Linked DNA regions of Ovis aries: region 1 is linked to region 2. Evidence: chromatin contacts called from public Hi-C data. All regions are on one chromosome and are shown on one strand. Each heading gives the region's core, a stretch centred on a gene start, on an enhancer-like site or on the middle of the called end of the contact. The rest is flanking DNA. Distances are from core to core; before and after follow the strand shown.

Evidence for each region. Hi-C and Micro-C count contacts between places; a contact is called where the count stands out from the background.
Region 1: a contact with region 2 is called in a Hi-C map of hypothalamus, with 5 times the contacts expected there. The contact joins two enhancer-like sites. A contact is called at or near these places in 14 of 16 Hi-C or Micro-C datasets (blood, hypothalamus, liver and 6 more).

What each region holds. Positions count from the first base shown.
Region 1 is chr3:13,764,652-13,770,830 of ARS-UI_Ramb_v3.0, reverse strand. No RefSeq gene overlaps it. Among named protein-coding and RNA genes, the nearest start is that of TTLL11, 23 kb to the left of the region's middle. Within about 2 kb of position 4,145, at least 6 of the 54 cell types and tissues checked have an H3K27ac peak or open chromatin away from gene starts, as enhancers often do. A contact at or near this core is called in hypothalamus, where this site is marked.
Region 2 is chr3:13,549,402-13,555,143 of ARS-UI_Ramb_v3.0, reverse strand. No RefSeq gene overlaps it. Among named protein-coding and RNA genes, the nearest start is that of PTGS1, 12 kb to the right of the region's middle. Within about 2 kb of position 2,428, at least 3 of the 54 cell types and tissues checked have an H3K27ac peak or open chromatin away from gene starts, as enhancers often do. A contact at or near this core is called in hypothalamus, where this site is marked.

The sequences.
Region 1 (6,179 bases), core at 2,896-5,395, 210 kb before region 2:
TGACTAACACTTTCACTCTTTTCAGGAATTCCCTGGTGGTTCAGTGATCAGGACTCGGTGCCTTCACTGCTGGGGCCCAGGTTCAATCCCTGGTCAGAGAACTAAGATCCCACGAGCCATGCAGTGCACCAACCCCCCCACCTCCAAAAAAAAGAAAAAGCTCTATATACAAAAGAAGCATTCAAGATGTTAGCTGTTATTGTTTTTATCATTGCTTGCCAGTGTTAGTATCAGGCAATGCTGACTCCACATTCTCCCTCATGCATGGCAGCAAAAAACAGCACTGCTGAATTATGCTGCCTATCAGATGGGGAGTGAGATTTTCCATTACCTGCAGCTCCCCACACCACAAACCCCAAGCTGAGGCCCTTAAAAGGGCACTGTACAGGGGCCTGACTCTTGGTTGCCCAGTGACTCTGGATGGTCACTGTGTCTGTCTGGGCCACAGTTTCCCCTTTCATAAACAGAAGCACAGAACCTGGAAAACTGGGAGAAGCCAGACACAGAAGGCCACACAGGGAACGGTTCCCTTGGAGTGTGATGTCCTGAAAAGGCAAATCCATAGAGACAGTTAGATGAGTGACTGCCCAGGGCTGGGGGGTGGGGAGTGACTCTCAAGGGTACAGCGTTTCTTATGGGGCAGAGGAAATGTTCGGGAACCAGACAGAACCAGAAAGAATTCATATAACCCTGCAAATATACTAAAAAGCATGGGATTGTGTACTTTAAAAAGCTGAGTTTCACGGTAGGTGAATTCTATCTCAATTTCTAATGTTCCAAAAGGGGAGTGTCAAGGCTCGCCTGGTATGAGGTTTGATGGGATCAAGTGAGAAATGGGCTACAAAGCACCAGGCCCCAAATGGGTACATTCTAAGTACCCCAGCCACAGCTGGCTTGGCCCCCTTCTTGGAACTGGGGGCTGGGGGCTTCTGACCACTTGCCTGGATTTTTCTTCCCTCCTAGAATTCTGTATGGTCAGGATCTGGCTGGAGTCTTTTTACCTTCGGAGGCCAAGGCCACAGCCAATCTTGGCTCTGGTCAAGGACTGTGAGCAGGGCAGGGCTGGCCAGCTTCCCTGGAGGTCACAGCTGCCCTCATGTCCCAAGGAGCCCCCATTCCCATGGAGAACTCAGGTAGCCCCTAATGATCCTGCCCTCTCTGCACTGAGCCTGGGTCTGTTCATTTCCTGCATGGGAGGCTGGGACCTCACAACTCTTACCCAGGGCATGGCCTGGCCCTTCTCATATCTTCCATCTCTCTGCAGAGGCCAGACCCGCCAGAGGATGAGGGCTCGGCTCTATGGCTGCGTGATCCCACCCACAGGTCTGGAGACCCCTCAGCTCAGCCTCAGCCTCAGCCCCTGACCTGCTGGGCTTAGCTCTCGCCTGGCCTGGTGGCTGCCAGGTGTAGCTCATGCTTTGCATCTCCCCATTCTCCAGAATCTTCTATGCCATGACGCCCTGGACCTGGAGATGTTTGACTACGTCACCCAAGATGTTCCTCAAGACACCCTCCATCATCATGTCTTCCAAGAAAAAGGTGAAGCTCCCTCCCCCAGGCCTATACAGACCTACCGATGTCCACACTTTCGTGTTCGCTGATCTAGGCCTGTGTGTCTGCACTCCTGTAGCCCCGCTGTTTACACTTGCCTCAGCCTGAGGGGCTGTGCTCCTAATGCCTGCCCCCACATTGGTGTACACTGTCTGTTTCGCCTGCACGGAGCCTGCCAGCCCTCACCAGCACCCACTGCACGTGGCAGACCAGACCAGCGACATGCCACGGATGTTCAAACACACACAACTCCAGCATCACCATGACCAGCAAGACCAGCAGTGCTCCCAGGCTCCAGGGGGCCCCAGATCCTGCAGGGCCCAGACAAGCTGTTGGCTTCAACTGCCTCAAGGTACTCAAGGCAGGTGTGCAGGTGCAGCTGGGAGGCTGCCCACAGGTGGGTGGAGTCTAGGCATAGGGATTAGGAGGTTCTGCCGGTGTGAAGAGCGTGGAGTTCACAACCCTTCTCCCACCTGAGCCTCTCCCAGCACCTGCCTCTCTCCTCTCTATGGGGCACCTGCTATGGCTCCAGACCCTCAGTCTCGCCCCAACAGCAGCAGATGCTGAAGGCTGAGGCATGCGGGACAGTGGCTAGTGGGCAGATGAGCGGGGTGGGTGGCTACCATCCTAGTGATTCAGGCCTGACTGGCCGTGGCCCCTGAGGTCAGCTCCTTGAGGCCCAGCTAAGCACTGACATAGTGGCCGGCTCATGCATTGAGACAGGAAGCCCAGGCTCCTGCCTACTTGCACGCTTGTGGCTTGGCATTCTGCATCCATGCTCACATTCCAATAATGCCCAACTGCCCCATTTTGCAGGGAAAGAAACTGAGACACAGGGAGCTCCAGATCACCCTGCAGGATCTGGGAAATACAGTCCTTAATGCAGAAGGCTGGGCCAAGGAATGACCTGTTCTCATGCTGCCCCCTCGTGGTCAGAGGAGGGACTGCAGCCAGTTGCTCCCTCCCAGGCCACCTCCCGTCAAACCCCACCCTGGGGCACCATCTACAGCCTGTTTCTCAGTCTGGAGGAGCCTCGAGGTCAAAGGGCACTCCTGTTTCCCCATGCCAGGCTGGCTCCCTTGGGCAGGGACCCCCTAGATGGGGGCCTTGTTGCTGAATGAGGGGTTGCAACCCCCCACGTGAAAGCCCCACTGCCGCGTCTGGGGCACATCCTCAGTCCTCACCTCTTTGCCTCCTCTGATCACACTCTCTTTCTTGAATTCTGTCTCCTTGGCCCTGATGGAGAGAGGCTCTCCTGGTTTTCTTCCCACCTCCCCGACTATTCCCTCTTGGATTTGGGGGGCCTCTTGTTCCCCTCTGTCCCTGAGCCTCTGACCTCCCATCTCTTACCTGGACTGGGAGCTGGACCACCCAGCAGACAGGCAGGTAGGCAGACAGCCTCACGGGGCCATCAGACTAGCAGCCCCAAAAAGGAAGACCAGGAGGAAAATGTCTGTTTCTAAGAATTCATCCATTTGGTGATGATGAAATCTTTATAATACCTGTAAGTGCTACGTTTTATAATTTAGCATCCTTTTTGGTTAACGGAGATAAGACGAAGGCCCCATCTGAGTGACCTCATCTATTTGTTACTTACAGTTACCTGTCAACAACCTTCCAGCTCCCAGGATGTCACCAGACCCGATTCCAACTGCCTCCTGGACTTCTCCTCTAAAGGTCCCCAGGCTCTCAGGCTTACCAGATCCAAACCATTCTCATCATCTCTCCCCCAACCCCTAGCCAGCGCTGATATCCCCCAAGGTGACTCCACCATCATGCTCACTTCCTCCAGTTCCCTCCCACCACGGCCAATCCCTCACCAAAACGTGCTGGCTCAATCTCCTTAACAGCTCTGGCATCTTCATCCTTCTCACCACCCCACAGCTGCCCTGCCCTGGTCCAGGCCACCACTGTGCCTCCCGACTGGTTCTCCCACCCCAGCTTCATCTCATTAGCTGGCACTCACATGCCCATCTGATGCTGTTGCTTCCTTGTCTGAGCCTGTCCCCGGATTCCTAATACCCCCAAATGAAGCATTGGTACCGCCAATGCTCTCAAAACTGGCCTTTAAGCTCCCCAAGATGTGGCCTTGTCACCCCTGTGACCTCATCTCCCATCATCCATGATCTCACATTGCTGCTCCGTGTGCTGAGAAGTTCTCAAATTTTAATAGCTACCGAATAACTGAACAGGAGGGTGTCTGGACTGGGTGGGGGTGGGAAAAGCCTGGACGTATCATCCCAAGCTGGTGATGACTTCCAAAGTTATCTATTCTGCCACTTAAGGCCACCATCAGGTCACCAATCTTCAGGGGGCTCTAGTTCAGCTTGTACACCTCCAATGATAGGGAGCTCCCTTCCTCTTCGCCTTGCTGGATGGGTCCTATGTTAGCAAGCTCTGCTCCTGGAGTACATGGGGATAGGGGCAGGGAACTGGAACTGTACAAACCCTCATCCTCGGGGGCATTTACATGCTTCTTCCTCCCTGGGAGCCCCAGTTCCCTGGGTCTGGGAGCCCCTGTAACAGCTCAGCTGTAGCTCTATCAAGTCAGTCTGGGTCTTACAGAGAGATGATCATAAAGGCCACCAGAGGGCAGTGCTACCCCATACACAGCCCCTGGGACCAGTCTGTCTTTGTGTCTCAAATGCTGTGGGTTTTTCAGGGAGTGTGTGTGTGTTACTTTGTGAGTCTTCAATGAGGTTGTTTATCCAGGCCAGTGTGTATGTGGTTGTCCATTTTTGCTCACATCTTAGTCCCTATTTCCCACCCCATCAAAGAGTGTGTTGGTCACTCAGGGAACCCCAGGAACAGACATCGGGAAGCACAGCCTCACCCCACGCAGTCCTTACCCTCTGAAAAGCCCCCTGCCACCATCACCGTTGTCACGAGACTCGCTGCCACACCTGAGCCTCAGGCACTCATCAGACTGGGGCAATGACCCTAATCAGTGAGAAGGGGTAAACAGGCCTGATGCTGACTGGAGGTCCAGGGCTTTGAGACAGAACGGATTGTGACCTGTGGGGTCCCTGTGGGCTTGGAGCCCCCAGGCCCTCCCTCCCAGCCTCACATCTACACCTGCCCACTGATACCCTACAAGGAGGAGTGGCTATATACCCATCTGCCCACTGACACCCTGCAAGGAGGAGTGGCTATATACCCATCTGCCCACTGACACCCTGCAAGGAGGAGTGGCTATATACCCATATTATGGAACAGGCATGTTAGTCTGGTCAGTGTCAGCCCTGAGCTACCCACCAGGGCACCAGGAAGACTCAACCCTTGTTCCCAAGCCTCAGGGGTCAGGGCCCCAGGGAAGGATGCAGGTGCAACTCTGCCCACAGCTGTAACAGAGAGACCGGCCTGGAAATGAGGGTGCCTGGGGGAGGGAGCTGCCCTGTTGCCTACAGTGATGAGAAGGAAGGCTTCTTAGGCCCATACTTGAGATGGGTCTTGGGGGACAAGACAGAGTGCCAGCAAGAGAATAGCAGGTGCAAAGGCCCTGGGGCTTCCCTGGTGGCTCAGATGGTAAAGAATCTCCCTGCAATGCAGGAGGCCCCCGTTCCATCCCTGGGTTGGGAAGATCCCTTGCAGGAGGGCAGGGCAACCCACTCCAGTGTTCTCACCTGCAGAATCCCGTGGACAGAAGAGCCTGGTGGCCTACAGCCCGCAGGATCGCAAAGAGTCGGACAGGAAGGCAGCACTGAGGTGTGAGTGCAGAGCCTGGCCAGGCCAGGTGCCTTCACTGCGGGGTGTGTGCAGGTGATGTTCTGGGGAGACAGAAGATACCGCACAGGAGGAACCTTTCCCCAGACACCCGGTTTGGGAGACTGCCAAGCCACCCCATCCTCAAAGCCAAGGCCAAGTGGGCTGCTCCTCCTGCCTCCAGCGCCTCCGCAGAACGGGCAGGTCCCGTCACTGCCCCCATTGTTCCTAAGGACCCAAGAACCCAGGGAATTTCTGCAACTGAAGGGGGAGGGGCGACAGGGCTGAAAAGAGTCCATGAGATTCGCAAGCACGGAGTTAGAGACTTAGAATCCAAGAAAGGTGTCGGACAGACAGAGAAGGAAGAGAGGAGAGAGGCAGAGAACCTGGGGGAGAGAAACAGGAAGAGAGAAAAGGAGAGAGTGAGAGATGGGGAGCCCGAGGAAGGCAGGCAGAGCACGGAGAGAGGGGTGCAAGGCGGGGGGTGTCAGGGCGAACTTTCTGGGCCTCCCTCCTCGCGCCTCCGGGGCGGGCGCGTGGCCGGCAATCAGGCCGGCAGGAGGCAGGTGGTCGAGGCAGACAATGGCGCGGAGGAGTGCGGAACCTGGGACTAAATTTGGCGCTGCCTTTGCAGGGCGCGGGGCCGCCCGTTCATCTCGATGCAAAGGAGACACGAAATGAATATGCAGCGCGGGCTGTAATTGGGCCGCCGTGGCCGCCGCCGCCGCCGCCGCACTATAATTTTCCAAACAGGATCTTGCAATCAGGGCCTTATTCATTAGCGCATAAACAATTTTGTTTCTCGGCACTCGAGCCTGTCAATCACGCCGAGAGGGAACATCTTGGCCGGAGGCGCGGGCCCCCGCGCGCGCTCCCACGCGCGCCCCCTCGAGCGGCGCTGCGTGGCTTTGTGCCCGGCGGCCCTC
Region 2 (5,742 bases), core at 1,179-3,678:
CCCAGTTGTTTGCCAGGCTTTGCTCTCATCTCTGTCCTCCAGTGTCCTGTGTCCATCTTCTGGATCCCTTCTCTCATTCAACAAGCAGTCCAGGAGCATGTTTCATGTGCCAGGGTCATGATTCTCAGAGGATTTGGGCAGAGTGGCTACCGGCCAATACGGTACCTTTGTGTGACTTTGGAAAAGGCGCTCCCTTCTGGGAGGATGTGGCCTTGCTGGACTCCAGCTTGACAGCAGAAAGTGAAGAAAAAGGTGACTATCTCCTTGGCAGACAAGGCGCCCATGTGGGCACCAGCTGGCTGGATTTCAGACACCTTGCACCGTGCACAGACTTCATGAGCGGCCCCATGGATGTGCTTGGTTTAATGCTCTTCTGTCACTGTTGTGAGGTTTTAAACAATTTTTGAATGAGGGGCCCACTGTTTCATTTTGCACCGGCCCCTGCAAATTATGTAGCTCATCCTGATCCTTCACACAGTAGGATCCCACAGAATAGGGGGAAAAAGGCAGAGTAGTGAAAGAAAACACCAGAAGGGGAGGGAGCAAAGGGCCTCGATTGCCAGGGTGAGGGGCCTGGATGGTCCTCTGTGTGATCTGGTAAGGGTCCCCAACCTCCACCCTAAGGAGAGCAGGTCAGTATAAATCTCTCCTCTGTACATGGGATGGGTGAAGAGCACTTAGGATTTTGTTAAAAAAAAAAAAAAAAAAAAGATGTTGCCTCGGCAGATATATTTGAGAGCCTCATCTATTAGGGGTAGAAAGCCAGAGAGGAGGTTAGAAGTACCTCTGCCAGCTTCTGGCTCTCTTGAAGGGTTCAGACTCTTTATAGACGAGAACCTGAGCCTCAGAGAGGAGCAGGTGTGGGTCACAGGCCGTATTAGAACCCAGGATTCCTGCTTCCTAGATCAGAGCTGTTTGACTCTGTACCTGTAGGAATTCGGGTTCATAGCGCGCTGGATGAGGCCCCAGGTCCATTTCCCCAGGTCTCCCCAGTGGGTCATCATCCCCAGCAGAGAGGTTCACCTCTTCCTCCGCTAGACAGACTTCCTGGAAAAAGACGGCCTCTGCTGCCACCTGGTGGCAACTCTGAGGTAGGGGCGGGGGCCACCTTGGCTCTGAAGCTAGCAGCAGTCCTCGTCTGTACAAGGGACCCTGTGTCATGGGGCAGGGTCAGCCCTGTTCTGGGGCATTAACCTCTTCGGGACTCCAGGATCATTAATGCTGGAATTTGTCATTGTTGTTTAGTCTCTAAGTCGTGTCCGATTCTTTGTGACTCCATGGACTGTAGCCCTCCAGGCTTCTCTGTCCATGGGATTTCCCAGGCAATACTGAGCAGGTTGCCATTTCCTTTTCCAGGGGATCTTCCCCACCCAGGGATCAAACCCCGATCTCCTACACTGCCGGCAGATTCTTTACTGACTGGGCCACTAGGGCTTGGCTGTGTGTGTGTTAGTGGCTCAGTTGTGTCCGAGTCTTTCCACCACATGAACTGTAGCCTACCAGGCTCCTCTGTCCATGAAACTCTCCAGGCAAGAATACTGGAGTGGGTTTCCAATCCCCTCTCCAGGGGATCTTCCCAACCCAGGGATCGAACCCCAGTCTCCTGCACTGCAGACAGATTCTTTACTGACTGAGCCACCAGGGCTTGGCTGCCAGCTCTCAAATCTCACCTGCTTCTCATTTGCCAACTGTGCACCCTTGATCAGGTGACTTAGTTTCCCAGCATGTAAAACAGCCTCCACGATGACAGGACCTCCGTCAGGCCAGTTACAAGGTCAGAGGGCACAGTCTGCACACGAGGCCGCCTCACTTCTGACACCGACAGCAAGTTCGGGTGGTGCCCTCAGGTCTGGTCATTCACTACAAAGACTCACACAGCTCCCCGAAAGCTCTGATAGTCACGGTTGTGGTTTCTTACAGGGAGAGGGTACTGACGAAGATCAACCGAAGGAAGAGATACACAGGGCAGCCACACGGGTCCCCCAACCAGTAAGAACAGAGGCAGGACTCATGCTTCTTGGTGGAACTGGCCCTTGTAGCCTCTTGAAAGAAATTTAACTGCCAGGGAAGGTGGTGGCAGCTGGCCCACCTGCAAGAGGCCCATCGGACAGAGGAAGCAACTCGTGCCACGAGATCCCAAGACAGCAGGGCCATCGGGGAGCTGGGGAAGCTGACTTCAGTATCACACTGTCCCAGGACCTTCCAAGATGCAGACTGCCTGATGGGTGGGAGTGTGTGAGGTCAGCTCAGTGAGCTTGCCCCTGGGGACCTGGCCAGCCCTGAGGCTCAGCAGGGCCTCAGATTTGCCCTCTGTTTCCCCCTCTCCCCAGCTTTGTGGGGCCCAGGGTGGAGGTGGGGAGAGGGGTGCTGGGGAAAAGAGGAAGGAAGAGCCAGCCCAGGCAAAGGCAGAGGGAGGGAGGGGACCTGCCTTCCCAGGGCCCCTGGGAGGGAGCTAGACAGGCCCAGCTGTGGGTTCTGAGGACCGGGGCTCTACTGGGGTTATGACAGCTCAGGCCAGGAGAGAACCGCCTGAACTGGGCCTCTTGTGCAGATGAGACAGCTAGGAGCCTAACCCAAACTCCACCCCAAGAGCTTGCTGAGGACAGAGCGGGGAACCGAGGGCCAGGAGCCCCAGCTTCTGCTTTGTGTCTTTGGGGTCCCCTGCTTCCCCCTCTGGGTCTCCGGATCTGTTCAGTGGAAAGAAGGGCTGGGCCCTTTCTACAGAAAAGCAGGAAGCTGGGGCTTATGGGAGGGGGTGAAGGGTACTTGAGATCAGGTCAGCGCTAGTCCTAGTGGCGTCTGCGCCTGTACCTAGAATCTCACCCCGCCCCCATCCCACCCCATCCCAGCTTCTCTCTGCCCACCACGCAGACCACAGTCCTCTCTTCTTGCTATTTTCAGACAGCCTAGAATTCCGAGGAAGGCAGGCCGGCACCTGCCCAGGAACTCAGAGGTGCTGAGAGAGCATCTCAGAGTAGTTAGAGGTGCAGCCAGTCCCAGCCAAGGAGGAGAGAGCTGGGGCCTGCCTTCTGGGCTGGGGCAAGGCCATCTCACTGGCCGGCCCTGGCTTGGTTCCTGCTGGGCCCTGGGCTGACCAGGAGGCTGGAGGGGTGTGTGTGGGGGTGGAGGCAGGGAGGAATACCCTCCTGGCTCTGGGCCTGCATGCTCACCCTTCCCTGGGACCAGGGTGGTTTGGGGGAGCTGCGCCTCAGTGGCTGGATTCTAGATTTGGTCTGGCTGAAACCCCCGCACTGACCCTCAGGCTGCGGCTCTGTTGCTGGAGGCCAAAGCCTGGCTTCCTCCTTTCTCCTGGGCCCGTGACGCCTTCCCCGTCGTGCTTTCAGAATTGTGCTTTTGTGCAGGGCTGGGTCCTGACCTCAAGAGATGGGAAAGGTCAGGGTCAGTGATAAGTGACCCTCACTAGAGGGGCACCCAGGTTGCCTCTTGTCTCCTTTCTTCCCCACCCTACTCAGAGAATACACTTAGCTAAGAGTTAGACAGACAGACAGGGAGGCACCACTCTGAGATGCTTTGGAAGGGACAGAATTCTCTCAGTCCTGGAGACAGCTTCCAGGGTAGAGGCAACTGTTCTCCCACCCACCTCTCAGCCAGTCTGGCCTCCCTGCCTTCTTCCTGTAGGTTCAGAGTCTGGGGTCTCCAGCTCAGGAGGGCCTCGTTCTCACTCTGTTACCTCTGAATGATCTTAGGCTTTGCCCCTGCAGCCTCTGGGGCTCAGTTTTCCCATTCATAAAATGGGAAGATGGGCCGAAAGCCCCTTCTAGGTTCTAGGGTGTAGAGTTGTGCTTTCCTTCCTTCTGAGGGAAGCAGATTCAGCGCAGGCGCAGGTGGCCTCAGGCCTGACTCAGCAGCCAGAGAGGTTCCCAGGCAGTCCCCAGGTGACTGTGGGTTTCCCCATCAGAAAGAGGCAGAGGGGATGGAAGGAGAAGTTAACTCCCCAGCCAGAGCATCGAACATGAAGCTGATTGTACCAGAAATAGAGACAGAGATGGGAGGAGGGTCAGCAAGAAGAAGATTAACCACATGAGAGAGCAAAAGAGGAAGAGAGTGTCCAAGATAGAGAAGAAGCAACAAGGCCACTCACACACAGAGATAATGACCAAGAGAGAGAAAGAGATACAGAGATTAGTGAGGACTGAGTGATAAGGCAGGGAAAGGAAGGCAGGGCCTTCCAGGAGTGGAAAAGGGCCAGGTGGCTGCGGCAGGGAAGCCAGTCGCAGAGCCTTCTGCCCCCTGGGGCTCTGCAAAAGCCAGATCCTTTTGCCTGCAAGGTGCTCAGGTCTGGTGGTCCTACTTCTGCCCATCAAATTTCCTCTGGGGCTTGGACCCTCCCGGCTGCCCAATCTAAATGTCCCCCAGACCCACTTCCCTGGGGATAATGTGTGCAGAGATGAGAGGCCCCGTAGGCTGAGGTCTCTGAGGCTTCGTGGCCTTGGGCTTTCATGAAAGGGTAAGGGCAAGTGGTGGGAAGTCAGAGATGAGTGAAGCTTGTTATCAGTGAAGGGACATGGTTAGTGTTGGGAGGAAAGAAAGGAGGTGGAAAATCCAAAGGAAACGTTCCCCATCTTCTTTTTAGGTCAGGTACTGACTCGGTGTCTCACTGTTTGGGGAAGGATAGGGAATCTGCCAAAAGGGCAGGATTAGGAAGCAAGTATTTAGTATCTGGCAGAAGGGGGAAAAGCAAAACAAGAAGAACAGAGCTGGGTAGGGGTGGGTTTAGTTGGGCTGAATTGAGCTGGGTTGAGTGTATTGAGTTTGGTTTGGGTGGAATAGAGTTGTGTTATGTCGTGCTGGGGTGAGTTGGTTGAACAAAATTTAGTTTGGTTGGATTGAATGGAGAGCAGTTTGGCTGAGTGGCCCTGAGTTGAGCCGATGTTCCTTGAATGGAATTTAGTTGAGTTAAGCTGAGTTGGGTTGTGTGGAGATGGGTTGCTTGCGGCTGAGTGGAGCGGAGTTCGGTTGCATTTGGCAGGGCCAGATTTGGGTGGGTTGGGTGGAAAGAAGTTGAGTTGGGTGGATGAGTTGAATTTAGGAGAACTGAGGTGGGTTGAGCTGAAATAGGTTGGGTTGGTCTGGGTAAGAAAGTTGGAGAGTCCCAGTGGACAGGAGTGAGGAGGAGTCTCGATCCAGCATAATCTAAATTATGCTTCCAGGGAAAGGAGGCGGCCTGAGATACCAGCAAGGAGAGAGCTGCTGAGGGGAGGGGGCTGAGGTGTGGGCCATCAGGGTTTCTCCGTCTTTCTGCCGCTCTACGCTTCCACTGTGGTGGAGGCCCACTACAGCTGTGACTTAAATCTTGGCCTGGGAAGAAGGGACCCTCATTGCGTGAATGTGTGTGCGTCCCCAGGAGTACCACATCCTCTGTCTTCTACTCCTCGGAGGCTCACCCATCGTCTGAGAGCTCCCTAAAAGTGGAAGTCTCCAGCAGACCGTCGGGAGGTTTGCCAAGATGCCATCTCATGAGGGTTTGTGGGATGGATGCAGTGCACCTGCAGGGAATCACAGAGCAGGGAGTCTGGCCCTGTGTGCTGGGTCCCAGGTGCCCTGGGAGACACCTAGTTCTTGTCCTAAGGGCTTAGGCTTGGGGGCTCTGAGGTGTCTCTAGAGCCAGGGCTTCTCGCCTCAGAGTGGGGGCCTGCGGCCAGACGGCTGGCCAGTTCCCACTCACCGCTCAGCTCTTTCTTGTGGTCCTGTGGTCCTGGCCACAGGGCTGGGCCTCCTCGA